Regions from separate parts of the Mus musculus genome. Here region 1 is linked to region 2. The links are chromatin contacts, called in public Hi-C maps. All regions are on one chromosome and are shown on one strand. The core of a region is the stretch at or near the end of the contact, and the rest is flanking DNA. Distances in the headings are between cores, read along the strand shown. Region 1 overlaps Foxj2 (forkhead box J2). Region 2 has its middle 21 kb from the start of Slc2a3.

Evidence for each region. Hi-C and Micro-C count contacts between places; a contact is called where the count stands out from the background.
Region 1: a Hi-C map of muscle stem cells shows a contact between it and region 2, with 2.3 times the contacts expected there. The contact joins two enhancer-like sites. A contact is called at or near these places in 2 of 39 promoter capture datasets (the C10 cell line and embryonic stem cells), 3 of 484 Hi-C or Micro-C datasets (CD8 T cells, cerebellum and muscle stem cells), 6 of 115 datasets of contacts at active chromatin or transcription factors (CD8 T cells, embryonic stem cells, extraembryonic endoderm stem cells and 2 more) and 3 of 9 other capture datasets (adipose tissue, liver and pancreatic islet).

What each region holds. Positions count from the first base shown.
Region 1 is chr6:122,832,010-122,837,470 of GRCm38.p6, forward strand. Foxj2 (forkhead box J2) reads left to right here. Exons shown (of 11, transcript NM_021899.3): 4 at 929-997; 5 at 1,152-1,292; 6 at 1,672-1,867. Among named protein-coding and RNA genes, the nearest start is that of Mir7231, 3.4 kb to the left of the region's middle. Within about 2 kb of position 2,557, at least 12 of the 459 cell types and tissues checked have an H3K27ac peak or open chromatin away from gene starts, as enhancers often do. A contact at or near this core is called in muscle stem cells and trophoblast stem cells, where this site is marked.
Region 2 is chr6:122,761,153-122,766,550 of GRCm38.p6, forward strand. It overlaps a transcript of Slc2a3 not described here. Among named protein-coding and RNA genes, the nearest start is that of Slc2a3, 21 kb to the left of the region's middle. RefSeq lists an enhancer at 2,877-5,398. Within about 2 kb of position 3,354, at least 236 of the 459 cell types and tissues checked have an H3K27ac peak or open chromatin away from gene starts, as enhancers often do. A contact at or near this core is called in muscle stem cells and trophoblast stem cells, where this site is marked.

The sequences.
Region 1 (5,461 bases), core at 1,307-3,806, 70 kb after region 2:
GCAGAGACAAGTGGATTTGTGTGACTATGAGGCCAGTGTGGTCTTCATAAAGAGTTCCAGGATAGCCAGGGCCTTAGAGAGAGACTCTGTCTCAAAAAATTAAAAAAAAAAACAAAACTAAACAAATAGCAAAGGCATGTCCTTATGCCCAGCCTTTTAATTTTTTAAAGATAGAGTCTCACACTCTGTAGCCCAGGCTGGCGGGACCCCCTTTCTTTTGAGAAGCACTTGTTTCTACATGTAAAATGTTGGCTTAGTTAGTTTTGTTTTGTTTTGTTTTTGAGACAGGTTTTACTGTGTAGCCCAGACTGGCCTCAGACTTGTCATTCTCCTGCCTTAGTCCCTCCTGAGTGCTGGATTACTGGTGTGTACCAACATCGCCAGTTTGCTCGCTAACCTTTCGGAAGCTTTTCTGTGTGGTCTCAGGCCTGACCTTAACGGGAGAAGGGAGAGGTTCTTCCCATTTGACAGATGCTAACGCTTAAGGCACTTTTGCCTCAGGTCGTAGGGGAAGGGACCAGGTTTTCTGGCCTTTCTCAGCTCTCTGACATAGTCTCTGACATTAGTCTTCTGCCCCTTTGGAACGTTTGAAGCTAGTGTTTGGACTGCTCTGTGACCTCCGAGGGCAGATTTACTCCTCGCTAGCACTCAGCTCCCTTGGGATTCCGTCAGGAGGTCTAGCCTGGCGTCTTCTCTCTCCCCTCCTTCCCTTTCCTTTTTCTCTTTTCTCTTGCTTGATCTTCCTTCCTTCCTCCTCTCTTCTATTCTGTCTTGGGGAATCCAACACCATGCTAGGCAAACACTCTGCCACTGAGCTACATTCCCGAGCCCCACCCCATTTTCAGCATGACTGCTATTAGAGGCTCTTTCCAACAGGAACTTTATAGGTAATGCTTCTCTTTCCCGTGGGGTTGGGTTCCCCTTCCAGGGCTCCTATTGGACAATTGACACCTGCCCTGACATTTCCCGGAAGAGAAGACACCCTCCAGATGATGACGTAAGTGCTCTCTTCTTTGGGAGAGCTCTTTCTTGGATTTTAGTCATTTCTGTGACTAAATGCGGGTTAGCACCAGCAAGGTGGAGCCACAAGCTGGCTCGTGGGTGGGTGCCTCACCCTGCATACAGCTTTTCTCTTCTTTCACAATTCTCAGCTATCCCAAGACTCCCCAGAGCAGGAAGCCAGCAAAAGCCCCCGGGGAGGTGTTCCAGGGAGTGGAGAAGCCTCACTCTCTCACGAGGGGACTCCTCAGATGTCACTTCAGAGCCCCTCCTCCGTGGCCAACTACAGCCAGGTAGGAAGCTGAGATGACAAGCATAGGGTAATTGGACGGATGGTTCAGTGGGTTTGGATATCACGCCGTTCACTTGCATATTGAGTACCTTGTCATGTGCTAGGCAGATAGATTGGGAAAGAAGGAAAAAGCAAAGGAGGAAAACCCAGCCAGAAGGAAGGAGGTGCAGAGAGGCATGGAGGTGCACTAGGGAAGGGCTTGTAGAAAAGAAATGGAGAGTGATGTAGAAGCCAGGTTCAAGATGGCCAATGAGAGCGGGAAGAGCCGGTGATGCTGTGCCATTGGCCAGCTGGAGACGGTGAAGAGGACAGACCTGACTGACCCTGGTGGGTTATGCTGCTTAGAAGGCTTAGGTCACCGTTCTTACCTGTCTTTGCAGGGCCCAGGGTCTGTGGATGGTGGAGCAGTGGCAGCAGGGGCCCCAGGCCAGGAGAGCACAGAGGGCGCCCCTCCCCTCTACAACACCAACCATGACTTCAAATTCTCCTACTCAGAGATCAACTTTCAGGACCTAAGCTGGTCCTTCCGCAACCTCTACAAGTCCATGCTGGAGCGGTCCTCCTCCTCCCAGCACGGTGAGTCTGCAGTGGGACAGGCGGGGACATCCTTGTTTTTTTTTTTTTTTTTTTTTCTTTCCTCTTTTTCTTTGACACAGGGTCCCTCTTTGTAGCTTTGGCTGGTCTGGAACTTGCTAGGTAGATCAGGCTGGCTTTGAACGTAAAGAGATCTGCATGTCTCCCCCTTCTGGTTGCTGGGACTGAAAGTTTCTTATACTGTCAAGTGGTAATGTTCTCTTCTCTCCCTATTTTCTGTCTTTTGTTTTTTTTTGAGATTACATTCTCTCTCTCTCTCTCTCTCTCTCTCTCCCCCCCCCTCTCTCTCTCTCTCTCTCTCTCTCTCTGTGTGTGTGTGTGTGTGTGTAGTCTTTAAAAAATGTTACAATGCGCAAGTCCCAGGGAACAAACTTGCATTGGGTTTGGCAGCAGATGCACTTACCTGAACATGCCATCTTGCCAGCTCCCAATTTCTCGTTTTAATATATGAAACTGGTCAGAGGACTAAACTATTTGGTACAGACAGCTGACTCAGAGGCACACTAGGGTATTATCTTCAGAAAACGAATCAGAGGACAATCCAAAGGCAGCGATTTCCCTCACATCCTCCACCCCAGTCCTGGGATTTGACCCAGGGGCTGTGTGTGTTAGAGTGCTCTACCACTGGGCTACACCTCTAGTCCAGGGGTAATGAGTTCCCAGCTGTGAGCGAGTCATTCAGAGTATGACCACTAGGGGACAGTAGTGGCACCCTCTCCCCAAGAATCCTTATGCTTTATAATAAGAACAACTTAATTTTCTCTTTCAGTTAGTTAGTTAGTTAGTTAGTTAGGGTGAGAGAGAATTACAGATATCCCAGGCTGGCTTTGCGCTTGCTATGTAGCCAAGGATGACTTTGAATGATCCTTGTCTGGTGCCGACTGCTGGAATTACAGCTGTGCTCCGTCACATCTGGTTTAGTACTGGGGATGGAACCAGGGCTCATACAGTGGGAGCAAGTGCTCAGCTACGACTAAGGCTGCCAACTGAACCTCACCTCCAGCTCCTACTGCTCTATCCTGTCTTATTTTTTCCTTTTTGAGTCAGGGTCTTGCTGTGTAGCATTATCTGTCCTGAACCTCACTAAGTAGACCAGCCTGGCCTTGAACTCAGAGCAATGCCTGTCTCTGCCTCCTGAGTGCTGGGATTAAAGCTACTATATTTTTTATTTGTTAGTTTTTATTATAAAACATTGCAAACAGATGAGAAACAACCCCTGGCCTCCGTCACTCACCTTTATTTTGCTCAGCTTATTTGACCTGCCACTGAACTTGGTTCCAAGTGGAAACAGTTGAGCGAATTTCCCAGGCCTCATGCCATTCTCTACAAATGCAGTTTCAGGAAGCATCACAGTGATGAGAGCCTCTCCTGTAGCTTTCCACCACACCATCACCATACCTAACACAGTTAATAGACAGTGCTTTCCCAACAGCAGCCAATATCTGCCCCATTGGCAAACTTCCACAGTTACTGAGAATGACTTAAAGTCCTCATTGGGTGGCTTTCTGAGAGATGGTGTGCCTCAGCCCTCTGCAATGATCACATCTGTGTACTATTCTAGTTTGCTTTCTGTTGCTGTGGTAACAGCCATGACCGAGTGATCCTGGAGAGGAAAGAGGGGCAGGAACTGATCAGAGGCCATGGGGTAGGCTGCTTGCCACCTTATTCCTCATGGCTGTGCAGCCTACTCTGTTTTCTTGAGTTTCATGGTTTCTCCATGTAGTCCTGGCTGTCCTGGAACTTACTATGTAGATCAGGGTGGCCTTGAGCTCATAGAGATCTGCCTGTCTTCACCTCCTGAGTGCTGGGATTAAAGATGTATGCCACCATGGTGAGCTTCAGCCTGCTTTCTTAACCACCTGCCCAGGGTTGACACTTCCCACAGTGGTCTGGGTCCTCCCATATCAATCATCAATCAAGAAAATGTCGTCCCCCACCCCATCTACTGCCCAGTGTGATGGATGCATTTTCTCAATTGAACAATTGATGTTCCGTCTTTCTAGATGACCCTAACTTGTGTTAAGTTGACAAAAAACTAACCACACAAACATACCATACACATGTATGCTTGCGCGCGCGCGCGCACACACACACACACACACACACTTTCACAGAGGCACACAATTTTGCATGTGTGTTTGCATGTTTGTGTGTGTGTGTGTGTCCGTCCAATTGTCTGTGTGAATGTGTAGATATGCTTGCCTTTGGAGGCCTGAGGTCAGTTCAAATGTTTTCTTCAGCCGCCCTCCACCTTATGCAGGGTTGCTCAGTTGAATCCAGAACTTGCCCATTAGGCATGTCCAGCTAGTCACCTTGCTCTAGAGTCCCCTTATCTCTGCGCCCTGGGCTCTGGGATTCCAGGTGGGCTGCACACCTACCTAGCGCTTACATGAACGCTGGGGATCTGAACTCTGGTTCTCACAATCTCATAGCAAGCACTTTACCCTTCTTTCCAGCCCCAGTTCATGTAGACGTTGTGGTGGGGCTGAGAGTTCACGTGATGGCCTTGTGGCCTCCTTGGTAGTCCTTTGTAGGCAGCGTGGGCTAGCCAGAGTGATGAGGGATACAGGGCCTCAGTCACATTAACTCTTCTCTCTGAGGTCTATCATCCCAACTGAGAGAAAACCTGAACACTGATTTGGTCTGTTACAAGTTCCTCCCTCTCCCCCCCTTCTGCTCCCTCCTCCTCCCAGGCCTCTTCTGCCATCCTCCTCTCCTGTTTCAGTCTTTCTCTTTTCCTTTCTTCTTAACAAGGTCTCTGTAGCCCATGCTGGCCTCCAATTTAGAGATCCTCCTGTTTCTGCCTCCTGAGTGCTGGGCCTGAATGATCCTCCCACCTTGGACTCCTGAATGTTAGGAGTGTGGACACTGGGCTCTGTGGCCAGCAATTACTTTTTCTTTTTTCTATAACCTAAGGGATCGATCTCAAGAGTGCAGCCTAAGGTGTTACCATTTGCTTGGGAGATTAATACAGCTCATATTGCTAATTGATTGGAGGGAGGGGACCTGGAGAGAGTGCCAGAAACAAAGTCAGAAATTAGACTGTGTGAGGTGAGGACATTGTGGACATTTACTCAGGTTTCTAGCGACAGCCAGCTCCAGGCTTGTCCGACATTTTGACATTACAGCATAATGTCACTCTCAGAGTTCATACATGAGAACTGTGTGATTAAGTTACAGAAAACAAATGTAGGAAAACACCATGGATGACTTAGAGGTTAAGAGTACTGGCTGCTCTTCCAGAGGTCCTGACTTCAATTCCCAGCAGCCACATGGTGGCTCTCAACCACCTAGAATGAGGTCTGGTGCCCTCTTCTGGCATGAAGGCATACATGCAGAGAGAACATTATATACATAATAAGTAAATCTTAAAAAAAAATCTCATAATTTTTTAAAGAGACTTAGTGATTCGGAGAGATGGTTTAGTGGTTGAGAGTGTATGGTTTTGTGTTGGCTCTATTCATAGCTATCCTGAGCTGCATCATTCGACCTGGGGGCTGCAGGTTGGACACAAGTTAGCTCTTCCTTGCCCAGCTGGCTTGGGAGATTAATCTGTCCATATGCTGCTTCCCACCC
Region 2 (5,398 bases), core at 2,104-4,603:
AAAGTATCTCTTCTCTCTTCCCAGCAAGCTAAGCCCCGCCTGCTGACGTCTCACTTTCTTTTTGGGGGGTGGGCTGCGTAATGCAGACGTGCGAAGAGGACCGTTCAGCTGGTCCTCTGAATCTCCGGAGCGACCTGCTACATCACTCAGTCCTGTCTCTCCCTTATTCTACTCCCCTCCTGTGGAATTTGTTTTCTTGTTATGTTGCCGAGAGATGCAACCATCAGCTCCCGGTTGTCCTGGTTTTCTTCATCCTGTTTCTCTGACTTTTTTTTTTTTTTTTTTTGACACAAATCTGCAAAATCTCATGGGTGTGTAACAAGATATCCTGAGCATTTAATGGAATGGTTTATATGCAGACTTATAGAATGACTGTGGAATGATTTTGGAAATGTGTGTAAAAAGAAATGTGTGTAATAGTCCCTGCCTTTTGGTGGATCCTACAATTCTTTTTTTGTTGTTGTTGTTTGTTTTTGTTTTTTTCGAGACAGGGTTTCTCTGTTTAGCCCTGGCTGTCCTACAATTCTTTAAATGTTCAAATGCAGAAAAATTCTTTTGCCTACAAGCACATTTTAAATTAGCTTTCAGGTATGGTTGTTGTTTTTTTGTTTTTGTTTTTCTCCCTAGTAATGGGCTTGAAAAAGCAGGGTCTTGAACATAACTGGGGAATCTCCCACAGCAAGGTATCTCCTAAGATCTTTTTTCATTGATGTTTTTGTGCGTGTTTGAGACAGGGTCTCATGTAACCCTGGCTAGCCTGGAACCCCCAGAGATCCACAGGACCAACACCACCCTGACCAACCTTTTTTAATTTTTAATTTTTTTTAAGACAAGGTCTCAAGTAGTTCAGGATGACCTTGAACTCACTATGTAGCCAAGGCTACCCCAGGCTCATGACAACATTGTAATTCTCCCAGCTCAGCCTCCTGAAAGCTGGGATTACAGAAGTGCATCACCAGGCCAGACTTCCTATTGTCATTTATTTTTGAAATGGGGTCCCACTGTGTTCCTTAGGCAGGTTTTGAACTGCTATTCTGCCTAAGTCTCCTCATAGCTGGGATTACAGGCCAGCTGGAGGATAACTTTTAAATCTAATGTTATCACAATTATACCTAAGTGGCTGCTTCAATCTAGTTTTTCCTTGTTAGTGTTTTTATTGAGACAGGTCTGGAATCATTTAGACCAGGCTGGCCTCGAACTTGTAGATCTGCCTGTCTCTGCCTCCCAAGCGCAGGGATTAAAGATTTGAGCACCAGTGTTTTCTTTACAAAGTTCATAGGAAAGAAATGGTCTATTAAATCCCATGCCCTGACCAATGGCTCTCTATTTAGACCTTACCTTGATACTTTCTGGTCAACACCCTTTCATATGAAGGCTTGTTGTGTTTGTTTGTTTTTAATAAGGTTCTCATATTGCCCAGAGTGGCCTAGAACTAGACAAGTAGTTAAGGACGGCCTTGAACTCCTTTCTGATCCTCCTAGTTCTACCTCCCTGGCAAGGGGATTACAGGCATGAGCACCACACCCAGTTTAATGAGTTCTATTTACTAACAGACAACAACACATCACAGCAGGAGAGACCTGTTTTAGCTAGGGTTGTTTGTGCTGTAATAAAACACCAGGACCAAGCCGGGAGTGGTGGCACACGCCTTTAATCCCAGAGGCAGGTGGATTTCTGAGTTTGAGGCCAGCCTGGTCTACAAAGTGAGTTCCAGGACAGGGAGGGTTATACAGAGAAACCCTGTCTCGAAAAGCCAAAACAAAACCCAACAAACAAACAAACAAACAACAAAAAAACCCAAAAACACCAGGACCAGAGCACATGGAGAAAAGAGGTCTCTGTGGCCCATTTCCACCTCAGCGCTGAAGTCACATTTGAACACTCGTAGTTATCAGCTATCCAGGTCTCTCTCACCGTGACATTATCTGTGTATATAACGTAGTTTGGTCATGCTCACTCACTATTACCCTCTCTAGACCCCTCCCACTCCCACAGGAAGCATCTTCCAAGGCTAGGGATCTGGAGGCTGCAGATAAACAGCTGATACCGAGTTCCAGGAAAGGAGCCACCCCCCTGGTACTCAGTGAGGGCCCTATTCCCAGGCTGTTTGGAGAGCCTCTCAGGTCAGAGGAGATGGAGAGGCCACAGAGAGAGGCCAGTGAGGCAACAAGGCTCTTGGGACACTGTGGTCCACAAACCCTAAAACACTTACATAATCTGACCCTTTGCAGTAAAAGTTACCAACTCCCGAGTTTTACTGTAGATGAGGCAAATGAAATGGGACCTTAAAGCTGTGAGATCACAGTCATTGGCTGGGATCAGAAGAAGGAAGGAGGCACTGTCTGTGGTAGCAGAGGCTGGAGACAAAGAACATGCCTCTGAGCGGGGAAACTCTGAGGACTTCCTGTGAATGAAAAAATGGTCCAGCCAAGACTGACAACCGACCGTACTCAACAGGAAAGTCTTTCTCAGTCTCAGTCTCTCTCTCAATATCTTTCATTTCATGTAACAGGAATCCACGGGAGTGCCACCGTGAGAGTGCCCTACTTAAGGGCACTGGGCCTAGAGGCTGGTTTTCCAGGTTCCCCCGGGGCCTGCAGGCAGCTTTAGATTTTACTGGAGAGTAAGCACTGAGAGGAAGTCACTTTGAGTATACTGCTGTCATCCATGTCATTAGTGAGGGAAAAACTGGGACTGGAGGAGAGGTGGCTGAAGATTAGTTGATGAATTGTCCTTAGGTTTTCTTTACACCCACCTTAGTCATTTTTTGTGAACACCTCCTTCCCCCCGCGCGCGCGCTTAAAAGGTAGCAAACAGTCTGCATAGACCCAACCAAAGACCAATGTAGGGAGATAACTGTTGAGCATGGGCCAAGGCCAACAGACTCAGCAGGGAGTTCCTCATTTTCTCATGGGTAATATTCCCTTTTCAGGCTGGAGAAGTGAGGGTCAGAGACTGAAGCACTTAGGTTAAACATCCCAGCTCAAGATGTGTTTAAAGGATAACATGCTTAGATTTTCTAATGCCAATTTACAACACATCAGATTATGTCCCGCGACTGGTGTTATGAAGAACATGTCTATCCAAAGTCCTAAAATGTCATTAAGGGTTAAATGCATGCAAGCAGCGTTCACGTGCTTCCTTGGTTTGGGGCACAGAGAAAGGTAGAGTACGGCGGATGTTAGGACGGCGAGGCAGGCACCAGAAAGCCCTTATTTCTACTTTCTTCTGCTTATTTCGACCCCGACGCACGCCTAAATAGCAAGTAGCACAAAATGTATAGCCCTAATGTGCAGGGCTGTTCTTTTCCGTCGGTCGTCGATCGTGCCACAGTGGCGCAGTTCGCTGCGGATGGTGCAGGGTGACCCAACGCTCTGCGCATGCTCACACACATCTGATCCTTCCCAGGCCCACCCTTTCCTTCTTCCTGGTGGTCTGCAGCCCACCCTACCTTTTACTTCTAAATTCACCCTCCGCCTTTCCCAGTCCGTTTCTTTCTTTTTAATACCCCCACCCCCGCCTCCTCCCGACAAGTCAACCAAAAACGTCAAGGGAACGTGAGGACCAAGGGAAGGAGCGGAACACTGCAGGATGCGCGAATGAGTCAGCGAGCTGGGGAGGCAGATCCAAGCGACTCAGGGACCGCGGGGGCTGCCGGGCGCCGTGCCAATACGCACGTCCCTTCTGCCGGGCGGGGTCGGCCAGCGCCCACCGGATGGGGCTGAGAAAGTGCAGTTGTCAGGAATCCGAGGCATCTCTGTGGAGCAGCAGGTTACGCCAGAGTCTGCCTCGAGGGCGAGGGCGAATGCCCCACCTGCGCCCGGCAGTCTCCCCACCTGTCCATCTATTTTGCCGCAGGCCATTCGGCTTCGTCGTGCAGCACACCAGGTCGCTCACGTTTCCCACGCTGCCTGCTTCTTTTTATTTCAGTCAGCTTTACATATACTACGCGTGCAAAAGCGTTCACCCATTCCAGCTGTTCGGGTAGATGACTAATTTTTGATGCCTGCAGTCTCCTGTCTCCGTGCCACCCCACTGCAATCATCAGAGTGCAAATTTACTCTTAGAACATTCTCCTGCAGCATGCTCTCACTGAGGTTACCCGGTCATTGTTCGGTGGCATTCGAGCGACTGTAGGCTTTTGTAACGGACCCAGCAGGAGGAGATAATCTGGGAGAGACACCAGCTCCTCCCCTTAGCTATCAACCTATTCAAACAATGGACCAAAGAATTAAAATTTCCCCAGGACTCCCAAGCGTTTGAGGGTGGAGGTGGGGTGCAGATCCCCTGGTGAGGAGGGTTAAGGGACGGTGGTGGGGGTGGGGTGGGGGTTAGGACGGGGCACTTTGCCTACCGGGAAAGATTTCACAGGGATCTGACAACTTTATCATACCCTTATTTCCTGGCCTTTGTTTCATCACTTCTGTAAAATTTACACCTGTTACAGAAATGGCGGAGAAAAACTAGGCATCATTCTCTGTTTTGGACAAGTCGTACATAAATCCAATTTTCCTTCAATTTTGCTTCCTTATATCTTTTAAAATGTATCAGGAAGCTGGTCGGATTGACACAAACATTTAATCCCAGCACTCTGGAGAAGAGGCAGGAGGATCAGTGAGTTAGAGGTCAACTAGGTCTATGTGGTGAATTGCAGGATATCCAAAGCTACATCTTGAGACCCTGCCTTGAAAAATTAGAACAAGGAAAAAAAGAACCAGGTTTAAGATGTAAATGTCTTCCTGTGACATTTTTCTCAGTTACTTTTTCATATATTAGCAGATAGGAGGTATTTCTTATGGACCGTACACAGTTAAAATGGGGAACGAGTTAAACTTATTTTTCATCTCTGCGCAGTATTTGGATGCTCCCCCCCCCCAGCCCCCACCAAGACAACTGGATTCACTGACTAATCCTTTCTGAGAGGTAATTGTTTTCTCTCTCTCTCTCTCTCTCTCTCTTTCTTTCTTTCTCTTTTTCTTTTTTCCTTCCTGAGGAAAGCTGCAGGGAAAAGAAGCACTTAAAGACTCAATTGCAGCTGAGTAGAAAGCCAGGTGGGACTGAAAGGAATTTTCCGAAGAATTGGGGGGTGGGGGTGGGGCACAGACATTAAAGGCTCTGTTTTAAAAACCAGGCACTCCAAGTCTCATGGTGTGGTTGTAAAAGCGACTGGAAGGCTGCCTTTGGGCAGACAGGATGTGAATTCCTGCAATAGACTCATAAAAGAAAATGTAAACTCGGACCATTGAGCCTAATGAAAGATGGGAGCTGAGAACAGTAGATTTGTCCTCCCACAGAGGGTGTGGTGTGTGTCTGGTGTGGTGTGTCTGGTGTGTGTGTGTGTGTGTGTGTGTGTGTGTGTGTGTGTGTGTGTGTGTGTGTTTAGGAAAAACAATCTAAG